Linked DNA regions of Gossypium arboreum: region 1 is linked to region 2. The links are chromatin contacts, called in public Hi-C maps. All regions are on one chromosome and are shown on one strand. Each heading gives the region's core, a stretch centred on a gene start, on an enhancer-like site or on the middle of the called end of the contact. The rest is flanking DNA. Distances are from core to core; before and after follow the strand shown.

Evidence for each region. A called contact is a pair of places that touch in the nucleus more often than the background predicts.
Region 1: a Hi-C map of leaf shows a contact between it and region 2, with 6 times the contacts expected there. The contact joins the promoter of LOC108453373 here to the promoter of LOC108453834 in region 2. A contact is called at or near these places in 2 of 5 Hi-C or Micro-C datasets (both in leaf).

Annotation. Positions count from the first base shown.
Region 1 is chr8:127,673,198-127,676,659 of ASM2569848v2, forward strand. It overlaps LOC108453373 (LEC14B homolog), which reads left to right and starts at 1,773. Exons shown (of 10, transcript XM_053018004.1): 1 at 1,773-1,980; 2 at 2,711-3,083; 3 at 3,192-3,311. The coding sequence starts at 2,865.
Region 2 is chr8:127,440,453-127,444,497 of ASM2569848v2, forward strand. LOC108453834 (pentatricopeptide repeat-containing protein At2g30780) reads right to left here and starts at 1,966. Exons shown (of 3, transcript XR_001866645.2): 1 at 1,118-1,966; 2 at 1-962.

The DNA.
Region 1 (3,462 bases), core at 523-3,022, 230 kb after region 2:
ATAAAGTATGTGTTAAATATGTGTAGATACTCTAATAATTGAATTCTAATCAAATTTTAATTAATGATAGGCTAATTAGGAACTAGAACTAATATGCCAAGGTTATAAATATTAGGGTTATGGTCCCCAAATTACACAACAAGATATCTTTTCTAATATCTCATTATTAAGAAAGAGAGAGCAGATATTCTCTAAATTTCTTGTGTGCTAATTTGAAAGATCAAATCCTCAAGATCCAGTAAAACTTTAAGGAATTCATGGATTCAAGTATGTTTTCGCGTATAGTTTTATTCTTGATTTATTCTTGATGATTTGACATGATAGATCCTAGTTTATTCAGGTTTTATTTTAGATTTATTTTACAAATCTAACAATATTTACTAAAATAATTATATTTGTAATAATTATTTGATTTTATGAATAAAAAAGTTATTAATTAAAAAGATAAATTAAAATAAAATAAAAAACTTGAAACGATATGAAATAAAAATTAAAAATGTGTTTAGAAAATGAGAATTGAACTTGAGTCTCAATGATGAAAGCATTATTATTTAACCATTCAACCGAAGAAGCTTAATGATGAAAGCATTATTATTTAACCATTCAACCGAAGAAGCTAACATGTTAAAAACATTCATTAAAAAAGAAGAAAAAGCTTAAAATAACATGAAATAAAAAATATAAATATAAATGGGAGAGGAATAGAACTTGAGACCTAAGAACAAAACCATCTAACATTTAAACATCTAATCAAAGATACTAATAATAAAAAAGTTAAAAATTGCTACTTAGGGCCAGTTCTTCATTGCTTTTGAAAAGTACTTTTGAAAAGTGCTGTAGAAAAGTGCTTTTGAGAAGTACTTTTGAGAAGTGTTTTAGAAAAATTTAAGTGTTTGATATTCTTTGTCAAAAAGTCTTTTGAAAAGTAAAATGTCCATTTTAGACATGATATTATAAAGTAACAAATATGTATTTAAATAATGTTCAAATTAGTTAATATTATGATATTTTAGTAAAAATATAAAAAATAATTTATTATAACTTATTGTTAATATTTTAATATATAATATTAATTTTAAATATTTCTAAGTAATTAATATTAATTATTTATTAAATTTAATTAGAATATATAAACTATATTTAAATATTTAAATATAATAATTAAATATTTGTAATTAGATATTGACACAATTATATTATTTTAAAAATATTTTTATTTTTAATTAATGCTTTTAACACATTTGTAAAAATCATATTAAATAACCAAGAAAGAAAACACAAAATAATAGCATCAAACACATTTTAAAACACAAAATAATAGCATTAAACACATTTTAAATCAAAAAGTAAGGTTAAAAAGGTAAAATAATAGCCAAAAGTGCTTTTTGGCTGAAAAAGTTAAAATTTACTGCTTTTTCATCTCTAAAAAAGCTCATCCCAAAAGTTAAAAAAGTTGCCCCAATGATATGTGTTCTTCATTATTTTTAAGAGAAAATTACTTTTTTTTTAAAAAATTCATCCCAAAAGCAATGAAGAATATACCCTTAAAAGAAAAACGCATTCAGTTAGACGTACATTCTTGTAAATTATGTAAAAATACGCTAAACTAAACACGCTTTTAAACTCTTTCTTAGAAACAACATATTTCTCTAATTAAAGTTAAAATCCGCGATTAAAAAATAAAATTGGCGTATAGGCCTTGTTTAGCCACATACGAGATGCAGATTTAACTTTTAAGAGAAATAAATACATTACAAAAGGCCATTACAAATGAACACGTGTGAAGATGTAAAGGGATTAGGTGTGCACATTGCGGCCGCTCAAATCATCAACCACCCTAACTCGTGACTCAGAATATATGTAATTTTCCCCCAATAAGAAAACAAATAAAATATAAACATTACGGGCTAACTGTTAATCTCAGTCTGACTGAATCTCAGCAAAATCCAAGGCTTCAACACTCCGTAACACAATTATTAGGTAAAGCTAAGCCTTCACACTTCACTCTTATCCACTTTGTCTTAAGTTTTCTTTTAATTTTTATTTATTTTTTTATAATCATTCCTTTTACCATGCAGCTGCCTTCTTAGTTGTTACTTGTATGTTCAAGAAATTTTGGGTTTTCCTTTGTTTGACGGTCGAATCATTGGATGCTCTTTTTGTTTTGCATGTATTCTGTTCTTTCCTGACAATTTGAATTGGTGCTCGTAATTGTGACAAATTCTAAGTCAGTATAGATGAAAGTTTGCCTTTTGTTTTGTATTTAGAATTGGTTTTTTTTTTTTTTATTAATAAACGAATTGGGTTTGGTTTAATTCCTAGCTTATGCTTATCACTCAATTCAACGTGATAGAGGACACAAAGATGTTATATTTAGTTATGATCCTAACCAGAGTCAATTAACAGTTGTCTTAATTTTGGGCTTTTTCTACTCTTTTTATTGGTATGCATGTGATTTCAACCGGGTCAGTTAACATGATTTGTCAATTACAAATCTCTTTTTGTTTTTCTACATGTTTTTTCTTTTTCTTTTCAGGTTTGAAATATTAAGAACTGAACAAAATATCCTTTGATATGAAGGTTTACTAGATATGTACATATATGTATGAGTGTTTATGCACATGTAAAAGTTTCTGTAGTGCTTTTATATTGAAAATGTTTGTTACAGCCTGTGGGTTGCCATTGTTGAAATGGGGTATGCCATGAGTAGGCTGGAGATAGAATCTGAGTTGTTTGAAGGCGGTAATGTCACCAGTGAAGCTGGTTGCAGTAACAGGTCCGACAAACCATTCTGTAAAGTAGACCACGAGATTGCCCAGCTTACAAACCTTAAATCAGTGCCTAATGAACGATTGCATCAACTCATGCCAGGAAAGAAAAAATTACCTGTTTCCCCAGTGAAAATGTTGGCAGGTCGAGAAGGTAATTATTCAAGAAGAGGAGGATTCTCATCAGCAGATCGTTGTCACATGATTAGCCGATATTTGCCGGTAAATGGTCCTTGGCTTGCGGACCAGATGACCAGCCGAGCCTATGTTTCTCAATTTTCAGCTGATGGTTCTCTATTCGTTGCTGGGTTTCAGGTAGTGTTGCTTGTCTTATATCTGATCATTGATCGGATTGACATTGAATTCATTGGACTGTAGCTAGTAATTGGCTTGATTTGATTTGATTGTGAATTTTGGTTTCAGGGAAGCGATATTAGAATATACAATGTGGATAGAGGCTGGAAAGTTCAGAAGAACATTCTTGCCAAAAGTTTGCGTTGGACTGTTACTGACACATCCCTTTCCCCTGATCAGCGCCATCTTGTGAGTTCTTACTGGATATGGTTAATTAATATTTGCATATATGAGATGATTCAGTGATATCCAATCATGTTTTTAATTTAAACAAACTTTGTGATGTGAATGGAATTTACTACTGGAATGAACCCCCTCCCCCTGGGTCTAGTTTTAACAT
Region 2 (4,045 bases), core at 716-3,215:
AGGACATTCTCCATTTCTTCCAAGCGCATCTGTAAGCCATACATGACCATTTTGCAATGATACAAAGACCTGCAGATTCTCCATCCAGCACATTCTGCGCGCTTTATAAAACTTGCCAGTTTGTCCACTGAATTGTAACGGAAATAAGTACTGATAATGCAACGCATTACAGGAACAGTAAATACAGAGGCCTTGAGCTCAAAAGCCTCGTCAATAAACTTCTCCATATTCTCTAAATTATTCTCCTGAGCATAAAGTCTAATCAACAACACATGTAACCAAGGCCTGTATTCATCTTCTGGAATTAGCCTTAACAGTTCCTCAACCTTTTTAGTCCTATCCTTGACTGAACTCTTGCAATATGCACATATCATGGCTCTGATCAATGGGGTTTTGACATCCACCTGATGCTTTAACATTTGGTATGTCTCTTCCATTTGATCCAATTTCCCTGAGTGTGCATATCCTCGAAGCATAAGCAAGTGAGTATCAATATCAGGCTTAACTGGTCCAGCCTTCATCAAATGGAAAGTTCTTTCCATCCGATCCCACATCCAAGCAGTCACATATGCAGCAATTAAATTGTTATAGGTACTTACATTAGGGAAGAGATTTAAATGTTGAATCTCCTGAAATGCTGCCTCCATGTGATCAATCAGCATCAAACGACCAAAGACTGATATAAGAATGTTATAAGTTACAATTGAGGGACTACAATACGGTTCTTTTTTTAGATTCCGAAACACTAATTGGCATTTGTCAATGAGACCATTGAACATATAGGCACTCATTAACGCATTGTAGGTAGAAGTTGTCTTGAGCCGCTTACTATCAGCCTCGGAAAAGAGCTCAACAGCAAGATCTACATTCTCAATCCTACCAGCAATAGTGATGCCACTAGCATATTCTTCCGACGTCATGGGATAACCTTGTTCTATCTTTCTTCTCCTCCAATTAAATACCTGAAGGAACAGTCTACTATGAAAACATATATCCAACATATACCAATGTCTACCATGGAGCTTCAAACCCCCCCCCCCCTCACAACAAAAACAAAAACCCAGAAAATATTTCATCCTAAATCCAAACAAAAAAGAAGAAAATTAGAAAAACATACCTCCAATGCCAAATTAGGCCAAGAACACAGATTTTTCAATAACTCTGAAAAAGCACGGTCATCGGTTTCTTTGGTACGCGCAGGCACACCACCCTGATATTCATAACACCCAAGTAACCAATCACCTCTCCCCTCCAAAATCTGGACCACTTCCCCTGAAGAATAAACACCGTTAACCAATTCCATTCTGAGCTGAAACACTTTCTGCATCAATTCCTGTTTGGGGCGGCGTTGGGAGTCTGCCAGAGAAAGCTTTTCAATGAACAAGCTGATAACATTAACGGGGACTTTATTGGGCAGGGGAGCATGCGTGGCAGGGGCAACAGTGTCTCCATAAAATCTGAAAAGGGAGGATCTTGGAGTAGCACTCGAAAGTGAGATTAAAGATTTGGGTTTCGAAGGGTGCCTGTGGAGATTCAATAGCAGCTTCTCCGATTGGGCTGCTGCAGCGTCTGAGATTTTTAGAACGCGCTTCATTGGGATCCCAAGGGAGACATGGGGTATTTCGGCAAAAAAAAAGAAGTTAGGGCTTAAGGAGGGTTTTAGCGAAGAAGACGATTCCTGAGATTGGAAATAGCCAAATAGGTGGGGAGGTAACGATTCAGATTTGGTGGCTGATTTAAAAAGCGGGACGACAAATTGTCTCCAATCTTACATTTACCCTTAACGTTGCTATAGCTTGGATAAGCCGGACCGGGTCGGGAGACGATGCTTCTGAAACAAACCCAGCCGCCACCCGTACCGTATATCTATACTTTAACCCATAGTTGAGTTGCACTCGAATTAACCCACTATCAACTTAATTGAAATAAAAATAAAAAGGGAAAGACTTCCTTTTAACAGTCCCTAAAATTCAATCAATTTCACTGCCAAATATAAGCCCTTATTTCTTTTCGATTTAATAGTAGAATTTTATATTTATAATTTATTTTTACTTATATTTAATATAAATTTTAATATTAATTAAATATTTTATAAAATTATAAAACTCTAAATATATAAAAACAAAAAAATTAAAGAAACAAAGAAGTAAAAAAATCTAAACCTTAAATATGATTGAATTCTAAACAATAAATATTAAAATTTGATATTAAATCTTAAAAAATATTTAAAAAATAAAATTAAGAAATATTAAAATTTGTGGCTGAAATTTATTTGTGAATTCTTTTGAGTTTTGCCTTACTGTTATATAACATTTTTTCAAATAAAATACCTTACTTTTCAAAATAAATTATATTATTTTGAAAGAGATTTTTATTTCAATGTTACAAATATATTTATTACATAACTTTATTTTTACTCATATTGTGAATGTCTCATAATTTATTATATATTACATGGCTATTACTTTATGGCAAAGTTTAGTCTCTTTTTTATTCATTTTGTCATTTTAGCCCTTATTCTTTTTTTAGGGGGTAATTCTGGCCTTTTAATTTTTAAATTTAGTCAAATTGTTTGCTTTTGGATGGAAAATTGACTAAACGGTTTACAAAAATTTATCTTTAGTAGCAGTGAAGTATACGTAAAATGCCACATGAGCTACCACGTCAATATCATTAAAATTTTAACAGTTTAGTCAGATTTTCTGCCTAAAAGCAAGTAATTTAACTAAAATTTAAAGGTTGAGAGCCAAAATGACAAAAAAAATGCCAAAATGGAAAAAAAAAGAGTAAACGCTAAGGGCTAAACTTATCTTTATGCCTTACATCAATTGTTATACCCCATTCGTATCAAAGACACGTGGCTAGCAAAAAAGGCACCTGAGCAGTAAGTCTGCCACCAGAAAGCTGAGAGACCACTAAGTACTCACCCTTCTAGAGTGACCATCTTAGTAACGAGGGGCCTACTCTTCATTGGGAACATGAAGTTGTTGGTCACCAAACATCACATGGGCTCAATTTTTTTATCCTATCAAGTCAAATGAAACACAAAATCTATCATGTGACAGACATCCTGTAACAGCCCGATTTTGGGGCTAGTTGGAACAGTGGTTACGGAACCATTATTCCAAAGTCATAGAAATTATTTTAATATTATTTTATGTGTGATGGCATGATTATAAAGGTGCATGAAAAATTTGGTGAATTAATTTTAGCATTTGAGAACTTAATCGCGAAAAAGGACTAAATCACATAAAGTGCAAAAGTCCTATTTTGATAGCTAAGGGTGTCAAATAGCTAGAGAACCAAAATTGGGGGTCTTTAAAGGGTAAATAAACCCTAAAAAGAGTGCTTGGCTGGCCATAGGGACAAGAATGGTCAAAAAGTCAAATTAGGTGGGTTTTGGTAGCTTTTGACTAAAATAGAAATAAAATAAAAGAAGATATCATCCCTTTTCAACATTTCTTCTCCACCGAAAATTCAGCTTGGGTTTGAAAGTTTGAAAATTTCAGCAACTTGTAACTCTCTCAAGTAAGTGATCTTGATGGTTTTTCTTGATGATTTTTTTACTTTTAGAACCCTTGTAACATGAGCTTTCAAATAGGGGCAAAGCCAGAAAACTTTTTTAGGAGGGGCCGGATGAAATTTTAATTTTTTATAGTTTATATCTTTATAATTTGTAAAAGATTAAATCGAATTTTTATAATTTTAGGGGGGCCAAAGTGAAATTTTACCTTTATTAATTTAAAATTTTTAAAAAAATTTAAGGGCCTAAAATGTAATTTTACATTTTAGGGGGGCCGGGGCCCATGCCAGCCCCCGTGGCTACGACCCTGCTTTCAAATGAGGGGACTATTTTGAAAAATGGTTGAGAGTCTAGGGTTTTTACATGAAAGCATATGTGTTGTTAATTGAAATTTTATGGAAGAATATGAGTTATGGTTGTGTAATAAACAACTTTTGTGAAGTAGGTTCCATGAAAACCCTAACTAGGACCATTTTGCATAACTTGAAAATTAGATGATAAATGTGAGAGATAATAAAAATT